Regions from separate parts of the Sus scrofa genome. Here region 2 is linked to region 1. A link is a contact called in public Hi-C data. All regions are on one chromosome and are shown on one strand. The core of a region is the stretch at or near the end of the contact, and the rest is flanking DNA. Distances in the headings are between cores, read along the strand shown. Region 1 has its middle 510 kb from the start of SALL1. Region 2 holds the start of SALL1 (sal-like protein 1).

Region 1 (5,846 bases), core at 2,452-4,951:
CAGCTTTTGCTACAGCGTCCACTGATAACTGCACCCATCCAAGAAGTCAAGAGTCAGGACCTGTGTGTTTACTTTTTCTTTTTATGAATGTCTCTTAAATGTTAGTTATTCAGGTAGGCTTTTTGTTTGTTTATTAGAGGGAGGGAATCACAGAGGGTGACAGTATTAGCGATGGTGTTCGAGTTTTGCATATTACACAGGGTGGTGAAATTTCTCAGCATGCCTATCAAGCCGCATAAATATGGTAGGGTCATATACGTATGATTTAAGCCTATAAAAACACAATATGGGCCTCTGAATGATCAGTCAGTCAGATTTTTCAATCAGGTTCTATGTTATAAAGGTTATTGAGTCATTATGCTATGTATAGTATGATCCCATGTTACATTATATATATATTATATAGATTATATATATATATATATATGTAATCCATATTCTTAAATTTTTCCATAGAGGGATATATTCCATGGTGTGACTGCAGGCTCAATCAATGTCTCTCCCTCTCTCTCCTCCCCCTCCCCATCACTTCTCACACACACACACACACACACCCCCTCTCACCACCTCTGAGCTATTTAACACATTCATGTGTATGCAGACTTACTTAAACATACGTACATGCCCTTATAACAAAAATGCCACTTTCTATTTGTTTTGCCCCTTGCAGTTATAAAGCACCTTTGCCCCTTATTATCTCATGTGATTAATGAATATGCACTTGCTTCCCTGGGTGGATGCACAATTTACCACCTCATGCTCTGGAGAAGACGATTCCTGAAATTCATCAGGATTGCTATCTGAAAACAAACGCACCCCACCTGCTTGGGTTCTGTCTGTCCTTGGTGCACAGTCTCCCTACAAAATGTCTGGGTGCAGACCTCTAGACCTCGAGGAAGGGAACCCCTGTCAGCATGGTTTATCTTGCCAGTAATTAGGCTTGTGTTTCTGCTTTATTAACTCGGATACAACAACGCCCTGCCCTCTGTCACCAGAGGGACTAATAGATGATAGTCGCTCTGATTTGGAAACCGTACAAATTAAATGACAAAGTAAGAGGAAGTGAAGTTAAGGCAAATTGTGTACAGATAAGGCAGTCAGTCATTTACATATTAGTTTTTCACATGTTAAGCAGGGGGCTTTTGATTTTACATCTGCAGGTGCAAAACTGCTAAAATAAATAAGCCCAGTGTTCCTGGTGTGTTTGTTAAAACCTCCACGATATGCAAATTCTTAAAAGGATGCTAAGGAATAATTGATTACGTATGTGGAAAGCCAGGGTCACTTTTTCTTCTCCCCAAGTCCCAGGTTTCCGTCCCCGCGAAGGATTTTCTTCTATTCAATGTGCCTGTGAATCCATGTGTTTATTTTTTTCCCAGGAGCATTTCAACAGGTTTTTATCTTCATCATCTATAGGGCAGATTTGCTTTTATCTTTTTTAAACTCATGTCCTGACTTTCTAGGAAAAACAGTTGGACACCTTATGAAAATTAGTTACCCAAGGAGAGAAAATAAAATTGAATGATGGAAAGAAAAACAAACGAACAAAAGACCGTCCGTGAAGCCCATCTCCATCAGTTTTCTGCAGGAGCTGTAACATTTTGTTTAGCAGTATGATTTAACAAGAAGCATGAGCTCTGGGTATGGATCTGCTGGGTTTTGAGAAGGCTGATGAGATGTGATTATCTCTATGCAGAAATATCAGGGTGGTTAAAGATAATTTGAAATGAGGTTAAAAATGAAACAACACTAAGCTCCTCTCGCTTGTGTCAAAACAATCTCATCTCATCTTTTCTTTTCTTTTCTTTTTCCCCTTTCATTTTGATGACATTTGCTCATATTGGAGGTGGAGACATTCTTCATAGGAAACTATAATCCTTGACTAATTTTAAATTTAATGTGGCTCTGTTTGAAAGACAGCTCTAAATTGGATCCAAAATCAGCTTCTGGATATTATGGATAAAATTTGCAATGTTTGTAATATATTGCTATTAGTGGCAGCACTAAAGTTTCATTCCACTTTGTTAACAATATTCATGGTACAAACAGCATATGCTGACATAGTAAATGACACTTGGTTAGAAAAATGTCTTTGAACTTTCGCTTAAAAAATGAAAACAGGTGAAAAAAACAGCATCAACTGTTGAAAACCATATGTTAGTAAATGAATATACCTCATCGTTTTATTTAATCACCATAAATACAATTACTCTTTAATGATTAAGTTTCAAAGTCTGAGAATATTTCTTATTTTAAAAGAAAGAATTTCAGTACTAGATATATTTATTCATTATCTAAACAAACAAACAAACAAACAAAAAACCCCATACAGCCATAGTTCCTGATTCACAAACAAAACAGTAAAACAAGTTAAGGAAGTTAAACATGATCTCCATGTACATAAAAAGAAACAAGAATTGGGTAACTTGCTAAAAACTTTTGAAAAGTCTAAAACAAGATTTCAAAACCTATCCTTTTATGTAAAAGATGAAATGGCATGTTCTGCCAGTTTCAAAAGTTTCGTCAACATTTAAGAAAGAGAAGCCCAAAGTTCCTCGGCACAAGGCAGACAGCTGTGTGCTCGCTCTGCAGGGCTTCGACCAGAGTCCAATTTAAGCAATAAAATGCTTTTGGAAATTCTAAAAAGCTCTGTTCACATGCACACAGAAGGCAAGACCTCCTCAAGGCTCCCTTCCAGCCCTGCTTTATCAATCAGTTCAGATCAATTCTGCAGAGTCTGGTCCCGCCCGAACTCCCTTGCTCCCCCATCTTCTAGTCTGCAGTGCTAGCCATGTTGATGCCCACACGAGGAGATGACAATTAGTCATATTTATCCATGCTGGGTCCATCTAATCCCCACTGTTTTTTAATCATGGCAAATCCATTATCCCAAACAAAGCTGCATACATCTTGCTGGAGCCGCACACAGACTTGCCTTGTTTACTTTGAGAAGACGGATTTTATGGCAACATTAAATACATACTGAGCCCTAACTAATGGGGTCACTTGGCACTAGGGAGCAACGGCAGTGACAAATCCTAGTGCCCTAATCCACCGCTGCTTAACTTGGTTCTGAAAACCCATGGCCTTGTGGCTGTGCCCTCAAGACCAGCACATCTAAATTTTCTCCACAATTATACATATATGATCATGGCACCCAAGTGTTGCCAGCAACCATATAATGCGATTCCCTTTCTCCCACCCCTCGCAGCCAGAGACCCCACTCTTTTTCCATCCAGGCTTTGAGTTTCATCCTGTCCACTTTCATGCTTTTTGAGTCTGGAAAGTAAAAAAAAAAAAAAGAATCCCCCTACCCCTCTGGTTTATTTAGAAAGAAAAAATCTTAGGTGCTCTGTTTACTTACATTTTTCAGCACTTCTTTGTCTTCCAAACCATTCTAGCTCTTAATATGGACGTTTTATGGGTTATTTTATCAGAAAAGCAGACCTTGGTTAGTTGACTTGAGCGGTTAGGATGGGTTTAAGTGTGCTTGGAAACCCCTGATTTCCCCCGAAAAAGCAATATATGGCATATGTTAACATCTAGAGCCTGAAAACACAGCCAGTAAGAGTCGCGCAGACTAAAGGAAATCACTACTTAATTCCACAAACATTTGTTTCGGTCCAGGAATGGCACTAGAAACTTTGAGCAGCCTGCCCGCTCCAGCGCCGGCCGGCACGCAGGGGCCATACCGTGCGGCACAGCGCCATCTGCCGGCCGGCCTCGCAGCCAGAGGGTGGCTTGGAAATCTACCCGTCTTGGCTCCCCGACCTCTGTCCCCGGGGGGCTTCCTGCTGCTGGGGAATTCTGACTGTACTAAAAAGGAAAGAGAGGGGGAGATTGTGCTGGAGAGGAAAAAAAGCGAGGCTAGAGAAACAGTTTCCAAAGACCTATTTAACATGTAAACGGAGGAAGATTAATACCTCTGGAATGGTCCCCAGACATCTTGCCAAGGGCACGGGTTTTCCGCGTTAAAGGTGAAGCTGAGTTGATTTGCATCCAAAGCAAAGAGTTGCTTTCCCCTTTTCTCTGTCTATAAAGCATTGTGTTCTAGCCACCTAGTCTTCACACCCGGGCTCTGAGTTCTTCACGGAGGTGAGGTAGAATTCATGGGAACCTTCCGGGTATCCAGGTTTATTCATGTCCTGGCTGCGCATGTATTGGGGGGGCGGGTCGTGGAGGGGGGTCATGGGGGTTGGTGGAAGGGGAGAGGTATTCAGAAGTGATTTTGGACACACTGGGGTTGCTTGCACGTCCCATTCCACAAATCACTGGGGTAAACAACCCCATTCCAGAAATCAGTCCTCTCAAGCCCAGATCCTGAGGACTGTGGAAATGCCATCAACACATTTCTGCATTTTCCACACTGTCTTGAACGGGATCCCAGACTCCAGGAGACTCATCTCTGATAGACTGTAAAAGACCCAAACTAAATGGACCGAAGAGGTGGTCATTACTCTTCAGGGAGGGACCTCGCTGTAACCCGGGGTAAAGTCCTATCTACAATTATTTTTTAGGGCTATGTTGGAAATCTTATAATTTTCACCCCATGTCCAGTTCCCAGGCCTTTTGCTCACTGCAGTTTCCATTCTGCAACATGCACTCCCAGGGGCTCCCCCTCCTCCCGCTACCTTGCTCTGTACTCCTCCCCTGTACCCTGCCCCAAACAAAAGCATCTCCATTTCACCTAGAGACACAAAGGAGGTCCCCAGCCATTCCAGGATTCCATTAAAGGATGGCTTGGTTCGGCCTCTGTTGTGGGCATTCTCTGGTCCTCGGTGCCTGATGGCATGTAGCAAGGATTAACTGTAACTGCTTCTGTACAGAAAGGACTAGAAATGATCTCGCTTCACCCGGCTCTCCCTAGAGCATCGGGCACAGCACAGCCTACGAAGGAGACCTTTTAGGAGATAGAGTTATCTACCTGGGCCCTTGAAGTCTAGCCCCGCAGCCATGGGAGGGGCCTGTGCCATTCAAAAAGGCTACGGTTATCCCAGGGGCTACCTCTCAAAGGGAGGAGAATCTGCTACCTCACTGTTCCTCTGGCTGCTGGGCACTGTGCTTTTGCGGACTGGATATCGGCTGGTGTTTTCAAGGAACTGCTTCTCTCTCTCTCTCTCTCCTGACCTGAGCAAGCCCACCCTCTCTTAGAAACCGACACAAAAAATCAGATATGTTCATTACAGATTTCAAGTTTTGGGTCTAAAGGATTTTTGAGACTAGGTTTGCCAGATAAAATACAGGTTACCTGGCCACACTGCACAAAATGCAATGAAGAATTGTTTAGGATAAGAATACTTAAAAACATTCATGGTTCATCTGATATACAAATTTAACTAGATGCTTGTGTTTTCATGTTTTGGTTTTTTACTCTATCTGGCAAACCTATTCGAGATTCTCTCGTGCAAGTCTTTCATCAGGAAACTAAAATCAGCAGAGGCAGAGGAAATGTGCCCAGTTACACAGCTGTTTAGAGGTGGCACCAGGGCCAGAAATCAGGTCTAGAAATTCAGCGTGGGTTTCTGAATCAAACTTGTCTTCCCCCAGGATAGCCGCCTGTGGCAGAGATACCAAGTAAGCTTGTGTAATAAAACCAGTCCCTTATATAATCATTTCCGAGTGACCATGCCTGCTGCAAAGGGCCATAAAGTAAAATGCCACTCATTTGGAAATGCCACTAGTTTATAATTTTGAAGTTTCCTACCCAGGTGCATTTTTGCATAGCAACCCTTCTCTTGCCCAAGAGTCCAGCACTTTCTTTGTCTACAACCATGGTTCATGATGGTTTCGAGGGCTTTGTTCTACCAAGTGATTGCAAACCTGAAAGCCCCCACTTATGCACAAGC
Region 2 (5,846 bases), core at 1,853-4,352, 510 kb before region 1:
CCCAATTTCTTAACAGGGACCCCTATACCAGGAGACCCCTTTCCGGACAGCCGGGGCGAAGGGCGGGTGGGTTTCCCTTCGCGTCTCTGCCCGGGTTCAGCGCGGTTCCCTGCGTCCCAGCTCCGCTGAGACGCAGGCCTCTAAGGAAGGCCCCGGGGACCGCGGGGCCCAGGCGGCCGCAGAGTTGAGTGCACTGAGAAGGTGCCCACCAAAGGGCAGCTTCGGAGTTCTAGGGGGTCCAGCTCCCTCCTCCACACCCCAAATTGACGCCCGGGACTGGTGCATCCCAAGAGGCGTCCGGAGTCTCGGGGACCGCTCCTGGGGGACGGGGTTTGGGGAGAGAGATAGCCCTCGTCCTTCTGCACCCAGAAGAGAACTGTGCTGGGGAACCGAGCCCGGGCTCCGCTCCATCGCCTCCGGCCCTGGGCCTGGGAGCTCGGGAGACCCCAAAGTGAAACACCTTTAGGGGTAAAGAGGGATTCGAGGGGTGTTCCCTCCGTACCCCCCAATTCCCTGTCCGGATCTCTCCCTCTCTCTGCCTTAGCTCCCTCACACAAACTTTGTTCTGGACTTCTTCATTCCCTTAGGGACCCGGCAGTTGTCGCCTCCGTCGGAGGAAGCCAGTGCCTCTGTTTTAGGGGGTTTCTCTGGCGACTAGATAGTCCCCCTGCTCTGAAAAACGACCCTTACCACTCCTGGAAGTGCAAGATACCACGATCCTTAGCGAGAGCTGACCGAGTCTAAAGATTACTTGGGGGCTGGCGGGGGTGGGGTGGGGAATGCATGTATTGGCAGAAGAGATGCGGGGGTAAACTTGGGTAGAGGGACCCCGACACTTTCCCCCCGTCTTCCCGAAGTCTGCCTGGGGAGCAACTAGCTGCAAAGAGCTCTCTCCACCCGGGCCTCCACCCCAGCATATCAGGCGCGAGCGCCCGGACACAGGTCCCCATCTTCTTGCAGCTCTGAACTCCCAAAGGCACCCCATTCCCTCGCGCGGAGCCCAGGAGGGGTGGGAGGGTTGGGGAACCGGGGGGAGCGCGGCGCTGGGAGCTCCCCCAAAGCTCCAAGTTCAGCCCGGAACATAAAGTAAACTTCCTTCCCGAAGGCAGCAGGGCCAGGGCGGCGGAGGCCAGGCCGGGGCCCCGGGCGCCCGCGGGAGAGCGCGTGGAGCTCCGCGCAGTCAGGCGCCGGCCGGCCTCTGCCCGCACCCCAAGCCCCGCCGGACACCCGGGCCCCAGCCACGGTTCAGCGGGTCCCGGGCTCCGCTCCCGGGATAAGCTGGGACAGAGGAACAAGGCCGGCGTGCCCTCTCTCCTCCCCCCAGGAGGACCCAACAACTCCGGAAAGATCCTGCGGAGAGAAGTGTTTGCTTTCCCCGGGGCAGGAGGGGGAAGCCCAGCAAAGGCAAATTGAAAATTGAAAAGAAAAAAAAATTGCCGAGTCAAAAAGGCCAGCGGGGACTCGGCGGCGGCGGCGGCGGCGACCGCGGGGCGGTGGGCGCGGGGGCCGGCCGCGTGTGCGTGGGTCCAAGTGTGCGTGAGTGTGAGTGCCAGTGCGTGTGTGCGCGTGTGTGTGTCCGCGGCGCGGGCCGGAGCACTCACCATCTCGCCGGGGGAGCGAGGCCACTTCGGGGTCGGATTGGAAATGTTGAGGCTTCGCTTGCTTCCTCCGCGACATGCTGGCTCAAACATCAGCTGGGGCAGAATAAAAAATTACTAAAAAAAAATCTTCTCAAAATTACGGAAATCGAGCGGCGGCGGCGGCGGCGGCTCCCCCCGCCCGCCGGCCCGCCCGCCCCCTCCCCGGCTCCCCGGCCCCGGGCGCAGCGCGCATGTGTCCTGCTATAATTATGATTATCAATAATGCATTGCGATTAATCATAGAGGGGCTCTTTGAAAGGCGATTGGCACCGGGCCAGCGCTATTCAAACCCGCTCGCCTTAATCAATTAGTTCGTGATTTGCTGCAGACCCCTGTCTCTCCGCGCGCTGGCCCAATAAGCCGGCCGCGGGGCTGGCTCTGCGCTCCGCGCCGCCCGACACTGGGTTAACCCTCTTCGCGACCGCCCGGGACTCCGCGGCCGGGCCGCCGGGGGCCTGCCTTCTCGCCTCTGCGCACCCAGCGCCCCGGCCCGCGCCCCCCGCCTCCCGCCCTCGCTCCCCCCCCCCCATCCCAGGCTGGGCCGACCCAAATTAGCATGCCCTCCCCGGAATTAAGCCTCTCGGGGTAGGGGGTGGGGGTGGGGCCGGACGGCGGCTGGGGACCCGGGCTGCGGGCGAGCGGCGAACTTCCCAACTCCGGCGCTAGGCGCGCCGGCCTGCGGGGGGAGGGCGTCCCGTGGCGGGATTTGGGGGGAGGAAGTCCCGTTTCGTGAGTGTTTCTTCGTTTCTTTAAGAGCTACCAGAAAGCAGCCCACCCCCACCCCCATAAAAAAAAAAAAAAAAAGCGAGTGGGGAAGAGCCAGCCCCACGCCGGTCCGCCTCCCGCCCGCGGCCCGGCCTCCCTCCCTCTCGCCGCCTGGCTCGGTGCTCCTCCGCCCCGAGTTCTCCATCCCTGGATCGCGGGCTCGCGGGGGCGCGGAGAAGAGGACCAAGGAAAGGTTTGGGAACGTGATGGGTTTGGGGCTCGGGGGGGTGGGGAGGGCAGCTCTCCCGCCACCCCGATTCGCCTCAAAGGGCCCCAGTCCTCCAGGCTCTCGCTTGCCCCCTTTCTCTACCTCGGACATTCCCAGGACAATTAGGGCTGAAGTTTTCGGGAGACGCGGCCCCGAACCCGTGGGATAAGGGGGCGGCCCGGCTCCGCCCAGGACCCCTCCCGGACCTCCCCCCCGGCTGCCCCGGTTGGCTGCAGGGCGCGTCACTCCGCGGGGAGGCGGCGGCAGCTGTGGCGCCGCGGAGCCGGGGGCGGGCGGAGAGCGGGGACCGGCCTAGGATCCGAGTTCAGCTCCAGCCGGGGGGAGGGGAGGGGCCGCCGCTCACCCGGCGCGCTGCAACCCTCCCCTGGCCTCGGGAGGCGCGGCCCTGCCTCGCCGGCTCCGGGCAAGGCCAGTCACTGGGAGCCCTGGGCTGCCCGCCCTGGGAGAGGGGGCCGCGCCCCAGGCTCTTGGAGAAGAGGTGGCCGAGCCCAGCCGGGAGTGAGAGGGGCGGCGGGGGTGGGGGTGGGGGTCCCTGTCCGCAGCTGTTTGGCCCCGCAGAAGCTCGCCTCCACCTCTCAGGCATTTGCCGAGCGCGGCGCCCAAACTTTTCGCACCAGCTCCATCTCCTCAGGCTGGGATGCAGCCTCCCCACCCGCGCCCGGAATGGGGAGCCTTGGACCCGCACTCCCTCCTCTGGGCTTGGGCGCCCGCGAACCTGAGGCTCAGTCCTCGGCTCAGCCTAGCTCTTCCCCTCGAGTCTCGGGGTCTTCTCGCTCCAAGGTTCCCGAAGTCCTGCGCCCGAGGGACAAACTAAACTTCGGTTGAGTAATGGGGAGGAGGGGGGTGCAGATACACAATCCCTGCCCTATCTCGCTATCGGGAAACGAGAGGGCTCATAAGGACGCCCCAATTCGGGAGCGCCCTGGAGTCTGGAGAGCTACACAGTCGGTTCGCGCGAAGTGGGCATCAATCTTCTGAATAGAGTTTCGGGTCCTCTAGACCCTACTGCGCTCCCCCATGACTCTTTCTTTAGTGGGTTTTTTCTTTTTTGTCTTTTTTATCCTTTTTAATCTAAATATTTTGTGTGAGGGTGAATGTTTCTGTTTTTCTCCTACCGACTAATTTTATTCTTGGTTAACTTCTCCTTTCTCCTCCTTGCTCGCCCTCTCTTCACCTTTTCATTTCTCCCTATTTTTTCCTCTCTTTTGCCCTCGCTCGGTTACACACACACACGCACGCGCGCACACACACGCCCCCTCTCTACCTCGCTCTCCCTTTCTCCCCAGGTCCTGTTGGTTACCGTAGATTTTGATAAAAAGACAAACGAAGCCATCAGTGGCGCTGATGTTGAAGAATGAAGATAATAATGTTTCCATAGGTGGTGCTTCAAATGCCATTATTTCTCACTGAATATTTAAAGAGATCCCTCGGCAAAGATGAATCTGCGTGCTCCTGGGGTGCGAGCCGCTCGCTTTCCTCCAGACCCCCGGGAAAGTGTGCAGGAGCACGTGTAAAACCAACCCCCCCACTCCGCAAACTGTGGTCCTCACAAACACCCCAGCCCACCCTCTCTCAGAGGGTGCACTTGCACGTTCGTTTCTCCGCTTACGCCCGCGTTTGGAGCCGCCCGCCTAACAATCTTGGCTTCTTGAAAGTCCGGGCCTCCCGGGCACCGTGTGCTGCCGGGAACCGAGCCTAGCTGGCTGTCCCGCAAACCCTTCCTCCCGGTACGCAGCGCGTACGCAGGGAGAAGCTCCCGGGCAGAGCTTCACACGTGTTCGTTACTTGCTGTGTTGCTGTGTGTGTGATTAAGGACGGGGGGGGGAGCTTTCGCCCCCCACCAAAACACCGAAACAAACAACCAAACGAAATGCGCACGCAAAATCAGCTTCGCGATGTTTCATTAAAAATGGGCGAGCAGAGACGAATTAATTGGGAGATCCAAACTTTAATAACTTTTTTCGTTTTTTCGCGTCCTCGAAAGCATAGAGGGGCGCGTCTGGCTCCGTGCGCAGCGTCCCCGGCTAATTTCTTGTTTGTTTTCTTTCCTTCTGTGGCCCGAAGAGAAGAGAGAGGAGGTGGAGGAGGGGGGATGGGAGGAGGGGGATGGTCGGAATGGCGGAGAGAGGAGAATTGGTCTTTATTGTTGATGGCAATACATCAATTACGGGCCATTGTCTCCGGCCGGAGTTCCGTGGTTCGCAGACGCGGGCGCCGCACTGTCAGCGCGCTCCGGTGAGGCTTCGTGTGCCGCAAGGCAAAGAAATAATTAAATTAATAAAAATGGAGACCGAGTGGGGGTTGATCTGTACTTTTGAGGGGGTAGAAAGAAGGCAGCGAGTGCGAGCGAGGTGCCGAAGCCGGAGCCCATCCCCACGCCCTGTTCACCCAAGAGACCAGCGCGCTCTACGGGGGGTCGCAGGTCGCCGCCTTGGGTGGGGCAACTGCTGTGCGGGGGAGGGAGATTCGGGCTAACGGGGCTCGGACTAGCCGATCCCACCAAGGCCTGAAATGGGGGTGGCCTGAAGTGAGGCAGAGGCTGCGCCGGGGTCGTGACCTCGTGGGCCAACGGGAACCGCATGCACCGGGGGAGGCGCTTGGCTTGTCTCGCAAACTCCCATTTGGGGGGCTTGATGCCTGTGTTTCTGCTAATACATCCCCTCAGTTTTCCCAGGACCTACTGCGTCCACGGTGGGTTTGGCCGGACTGAAGGGCTGTGACCCAAGGCCGCGGGCCACAACTGAGTTCCCAGTGAAGGGGTTTCCCAGCCTCTCCGCTTCATCTCCTCATCCTCGGAAGGGGATAGCGTGTTGAGCTTCCTTTTCTCAAGGCCTGGTTCTTGAACCCTCAACAACATCTTATCCTGACCCAGTCTGACCCGGATTTGGGATGGAGCCTGGAATGAGGCCTGGCCTGGGCCCGGGACCCTCCTTCTCTTTCCTCCGGTGCTCTACCCTCGAACTTAAGGTCGCCCCCAAGGGCCCTGCCCGAACCCCTGATTCCTCAGCCCCCCCAGCCCCAGGCCCTGCTAGCCCCGCATCTGGAGGCCGAGAGGGCAGGGGAGGAGGTTTCGTTTTCTTGTGCCAGGCAGAAAGCGGTAAAAAGGCGGCAGCGGCGTCCCGCGGGCAGGGGCGGGGGTGGAGGCACGCCGCCGATGGTATCAGCATTATTGATGGGGAAATATTAGGGGCAGGAGCCCGGCGATCAGGTTC

What was found. Hi-C and Micro-C count contacts between places; a contact is called where the count stands out from the background.
Region 2: a Hi-C map of liver shows a contact between it and region 1, with 12 times the contacts expected there. The contact joins the promoter of SALL1 here to the enhancer-like site in region 1. A contact is called at or near these places in 8 of 47 Hi-C or Micro-C datasets (brain, embryonic fibroblasts, fetal skeletal muscle and 2 more).

What each region holds. Positions count from the first base shown.
Region 1 is chr6:33,215,291-33,221,136 of Sscrofa11.1, reverse strand. No RefSeq gene overlaps it. Among named protein-coding and RNA genes, the nearest start is that of SALL1, 510 kb to the left of the region's middle. Within about 2 kb of position 3,701, at least 6 of the 83 cell types and tissues checked have an H3K27ac peak or open chromatin away from gene starts, as enhancers often do. A contact at or near this core is called in liver, where this site is marked.
Region 2 is chr6:33,728,922-33,734,767 of Sscrofa11.1, reverse strand. SALL1 (sal-like protein 1) reads right to left here and starts at 3,102. Exons shown (of 4, transcript XM_003126987.4): 1 at 2,716-3,102; 2 at 1,602-1,694. The coding sequence starts at 1,677. It overlaps LOC110260963 (a long non-coding RNA gene), which reads right to left. Exons shown (of 2, transcript XR_002344613.1): 1 at 5,316-5,846; 2 at 4,420-4,875.